Linked DNA regions of Drosophila melanogaster: region 1 is linked to region 2. The links are chromatin contacts, called in public Hi-C maps. All regions are on one chromosome and are shown on one strand. The core of a region is the stretch at or near the end of the contact, and the rest is flanking DNA. Distances in the headings are between cores, read along the strand shown.

Evidence for each region. Hi-C and Micro-C count contacts between places; a contact is called where the count stands out from the background.
Region 1: a Hi-C map of the Kc167 cell line shows a contact between it and region 2, with 1.6 times the contacts expected there. A contact is called at or near these places in 23 of 107 Hi-C or Micro-C datasets (the Clone 8 cell line, the D17-c3 cell line, the Kc167 cell line and 11 more) and 2 of 7 datasets of targeted methods (both in the Kc167 cell line).

Annotation. Positions count from the first base shown.
Region 1 is chr3L:4,002,067-4,004,766 of dm6, forward strand. CG14985 reads left to right here and starts at 1,408. Exons shown (of 3, transcript NM_139589.3): 1 at 1,408-1,898; 2 at 2,070-2,275; 3 at 2,450-2,700. The coding sequence starts at 1,533. The coding sequence ends at 2,603.
Region 2 is chr3L:3,916,336-3,919,035 of dm6, forward strand. All of the region lies in intron 4 of Eip63F-1 (Ecdysone-induced protein 63F 1), which reads right to left. Among named protein-coding and RNA genes, the nearest start is that of mge, 7.8 kb to the left of the region's middle.

The sequences.
Region 1 (2,700 bases), core at 158-2,657, 86 kb after region 2:
GCAGCTCAACATGGCTGCATTCCCGATTTCGCCGAGAAGTATGCAATGTTTTTTTAGGATCCTCTTCAGTTTGCTCAGCAAACTATTTGAATCATTTACCGAATGTAAAACATAGGAGCATGGGAGAAAATTTACGTAAAATTTGGATTGTTATTTTTAAAGTGTGAGAAAGTATAAAAAGTTACGAATAATTATCAAATCAGCTATATTTTTTACCAGTTATTTATTAATAAATAAAATATGATTTTCAATCATCTGTATTCCACTTTTCATTGCCTAATTGAATTGTTTAGCTTTCGTTTTTATAAAGAAACCTCGAATACCATTAGCTCATTTAAAATACAACCTGTTTATCAACACATTTTATTATTATTTTTTTTTGGTTAAATTCCAAATTTTCTCTCAATTTCGATGGCTTTTTGAGCTGTGCTATATTTTTTTGACATTTCACTTAATCGAAGCAAACAAATTGCATAGTCAAATGGCAGCACATCATCGCACGCATGTATTAAGCCATATTTATTCGCAATTGGATGAGCTGGGTGCCTGGTTTTTGTGTCGAATCACCCGAAATGACTTTTCTTTCTGCTTAATACGCATTTAAAATACGAAAAATTTAAGCCCCGCTGTGCGAACTATAAGCTGACGTCACGTTCCCGTTCACAGCTCCCAATGGCTTAAAATTTATGACATAAATAAAAATACGGACTCGGGATGTCCGGAAAAGCCACTCAGCCACCAAACCACCCAGCCAAAAAAAAAACCCCCACCCAATACTCGAAATTACACGAAACGTTTTCGGTTTTTTCCTTGGCTGACTCCGATTGGATTGGATGGCCATGGCAGTCCAGTCCCTCATCCAGATCCATTGGTCACCTGGCGGTTGGAGCCAGAAATGAAAACACAAATAAATTAATATTTGGCTTAGTGAAATTGAATTCGGCTCCATGTTGGCATGTCTGACTGCTGGCTGGCGATAAAACGCTTTCGTTTTCGATTCCACGTAATTGCTCGTAAAGGGGACGTCATCGTGCTACAGTGGAATATGCAAATGTGGGGCATTTTAAATTTGCACATGTTGCAATTGAAAGGTTTGTCACAAACAAAAAAGCAAGAGGTAAAAATATGTTTGAAAAATCTTGCTCAATGCGTATAAAATTAAATGTTTGTGCAAGATAGCTTTAAGTTTAAGCCTGTGCTATTATTTATTTTTTTATTGTAATATATATATGTATGTTCAATACAGACATTTTTTTTTTAAATTATTCGTAAATAAACACCAGAGATATAGAGCCTTTGTTAGTTTTGAAAATTAACGGTCAGCGAAAGATAATGCCGAATATATACCAACGAATCGGACTTACTTTCGGAGTTTTCAGACTAGCGCGCTATGGTCACACAACCAGCTGATTGCGTTTTCGAATGTTGCATTCCGTGGCAATAACATATTAAATGTGAAAGATCCTCGATCAAAAGATCCTGAACAGTGAGATATTCGAAGTACTTAATACTCCCCCGCCTGAGATGCCAAGATGAGCAGCGCTTTGAACGCCAAGGAGTTACTTATACGCGCCGTGGAATGCGACCAAGTTGGACGGATCTTGGAGGCGCAAACGCTGTACACAGAGGGGATCGGGCAGTTGATGCAGTTCGTCAACGGGGAACCGGATGAAGCCAAACGGAAGGGGTTCCTGACCAGGATCAAGGAGTACATGGATCGGGCTGACGCAATTAAGGCGCGGATCAATGGCAAACTAATGCTCGGCGAGGTGGTTTCCCACGTTTCCATCGACGAGAATGATACGGGCTTCGACTACGATCAGCTCTTCGGGAAATACATGGACGACAAGACCGTCGAGATCATGCTGGAGGAACCCTACATGACGCAGAACTATCAGGTAAGAGAATGATCCTCAAGTCCTCAAGATGGTCAACATTTACGAATATAATTCAAAGAAAATTGAATCAAGTGTTAATCTTTTGTAATGACCTCATATGAGGTTTCATATCATATTAAGATAAGAAATATGATTGTTGAGCCATTGCTTGTAATTTATATTCGCTTGCAGTATCAAAATCTAATAAGATTCTTGGAGCTAGCTGCCACAAATTGCCCAAACCTAAAGTATTTTCGACTGATCACCAAAGAGTACAAGGATGCAAAGAATCCAGATCAGCAGGAAACAAATCTTGGACAGATCAAGGGTGACTTGGAGCGGCGGAACGTGACTGTCTACATAAAATACGAAGACTCTCTGCACGATCGAAAAATTTAGTAAGTTTGCAAAATGATAGCGTCAGTAAAATTGGACTTGAAGTGGGGAACATCGATTGTTTTTCCATTAAAAGGTTATGGGACAGCTTAATTTGGCATATTCGCAATCTGTACACCCACTTGAAAACGTATGTATTTAAATTATCTTATCTATTCGTTTTTTTTTTCTTGCAGCTTAAGCAATGGCTACATAATTAAGATTGGGCGAGGTCTGCACTTCTACAAGCCCGCCAATCCGATGTATTCCATTGGCCTGGTCAACTACAAATTCCGAAAATGCCTCCAAACGGATGTGGATATATGGCGCAACTCAAGCGCTGCATCGTGAAAAGGCAGACAATATTGTTTAGTTTTAAGAAATGCAACTTCATTTAGACTGGCTCTTGCCAATTTTATAAAGATTTCATTCAATTTCTACAAAAACG
Region 2 (2,700 bases), core at 91-2,590:
CTGCCACATACATATGTCTGTGCTCATTTGGCTCGTTAGGCAGGCAACGAATTTTCAAGCTTGACCTGCAGTTGGGAGCACTTCGTGGCATTGATCGATGGCTGGGGCGAAATGGGGAAGTTTCCCAATCGGAATGCCCTAAATCATAGATGCAGTCAAAAGAGCAGGCATTTAGGTTTTGCACAATCTGCGAATAATCTTGCTTACTTCAAGCCACCTTTGATTCCGTATTCTACAATTCGGTAGATTAACTTGCGCTGCTACCAATCTCTCCTCAACTGTGACCGCGTCCTTTTTGGATGGCTCTATTTCAATCACAGATCCCTTCGGTTTATAGGCCACCCTCGATGACAGACATCCAATGACAACCGGCATAACAAATGGCCACTGCGGTCTGCCAGTGCAGTCCGTTGGTTTGGACGATGGACGGGGATCCTGCGGAGAATCGCTGAGGTGTGTGGCAACAACTTCATGGCAAAGTGTAATCAATTATTGGCAAATGTTGCTGCCGGTTGTAGGTGGCGTATACTTGTATATGTATGTATGTGGCAGGTGACCTCATGCCACAAAGCGAACGGAAACGGAAGTTCGCCGTTAGATTGTTGCTTTGCACTGAGACGATGGTTGCCCGCATTTCGAGTTGTAAAGCAGGCAATAAATGCTGACTAATACACAGGCAGGCATCCATGAGCGACTGGCTTTGATGGCCAATAAATTACCTTGCAGTTTGGCCATTAATTAAATCTCTACAAAGAGCCAACGTTGCGTATGTGCAACGTCTGCTGGTAATGGGGAATTTTCATTTTTCGGCCAAGGAATGCAGTTCAAGGCGACGCTTTTAAGGGCACCAATGAACTTTGAACTTAGTTTCGACCATTTTTGGGGAGTGAATTTATTCCTTGCCAGCCATTTCCATTCCACTTGGTTGGCAATTTTCAAGGAATTTTCGCTGCTGGCATTTTAAGCTGTATTTAATTTGGCTCCTAGCTTCCTTTGGCCCTTGGTTATGTAAATTTCAGCCAGAGGTCTTCACCGAAATTCGATTAGGGCCGAAATGCACCAAGGTTATTTCGGCTTTGGTGGGTGGTTTTCCATCGGTTGGCTGGTTGTGCAATTGCCACGACAGTTGTTGCTAATGCGAAGCCCAGCGGTTGTGGTTTTTGGCCACGGCAAACTAATTTCACATGGCAAAGATAAACACGTACACACACACACACACATAGAAAGATAGAGCGAGATTCCCCGCGGCTTTGGCTTTGACACTTAACAACTTGGCTAATAGCAAACTTAATGGCTTACAGCTGCTGTTTATGTGGATTTTGCGCCTAAAAGCAAACCCAACTCCTGGTGGCAATTAATTTGGCTGCCTAAGTGCGTGCAACAATTTTGAAATCATGTTGTGCCACTAAGCGGCAATTGAGCTCCAATTAAATAGGTGAGAAAATGGAGCCGAGCAACAAGGAAAATGGCAAAAAATAAAACTGTGGCTCGCGTGCCGCAATCAACGAATAAATAAGGCCAAGAAGAGCCACCATCAGGTGGTCACTTAGCTGTGTCCGAATGGCTAAATCAGCGTCTTGATACCTCATATAGCCAAGCCCCTCCCTCTGGCGAGAGTGTCACTGAATCCCCTGGAATGTCAATGAAGCCATCAAGTGCACGCTTTAAGCCACATTCAACTGGCCAAGTGAGTATCAAAAGCCAAAACACAATCAAGTGAGCCTTTGTCTCTCGCCTTTTGTGGCCATTTGTGGGCAAAGCTCCTGCCCTTTTATGGTGATTTGCGTTTGCCTTTAATGGGGTTCAAGGACCTACTCAGTTGTGCACTTTAAATCAGAATAGGGTTTTTTATGGGGCAAATGGTCGCAGTAAATTAAAAAATATTCACATATTATCTTTAGTCATATATAAGAGTGCATACTTTTGAACACGTATATAGTAGTGATTGCAAACCCCTGCTGCAATTTGTTGCATGCGTGGCATAAATGTGCTGAAAAGCTCCGTATTTCAGACCGGATTTGTCTATCGTTTTCATTGAATTTCGGTAGCAACCAGTAGCCTTTTCCTTTGTCTGTCTGGCACATGTCGCTGTCTGTGTTCCGAGTGTGGTTCGCTGTCAACTTACAACTTACAGGTTTCCCAGAGGTCGGCAAACATGTGGCATGGACGGGTGTGTGCAGCACACGCCTGCTGGTGGCAGGCATCAAAGCCTGGGTCCCTGTGCCCCAGGACCCCTTCGTAGGTCCTGCGTGGAGGAGGGCTGTCAGCAACAGTTGCCTGCTTTTATATGATAAATGTCACTAGCCCACAAACCAATTCCTGTGAAAAGCCCCTGTCCTTTTCGCCAGAACGTGACCGAGTTTAAATTTACTGCATAACCGGTGCAAACTGCAAAGAAGCGATAAGAGCTCCTAATGCAATGGACAAATATTTAAATTACCTGTGAAGCGATTATTACAAACTCAACTCGACAGACTCGAACAAACAAAAGTGACACCGGCACGCACTATATTTAATATATGCAAACAATATATATATATATATATATATTGAGTCAATTTGTCAACATTTACTTTACTTGTTAGGCGTTCAATGTAATTAGTATTTAAAATAATAGTCTTTTCAATTATTTGTCAAGATAATATGAATTGACTATAATTAAAATCGCTTTCCTCGACACAAACTCGAAATTCATTAAAG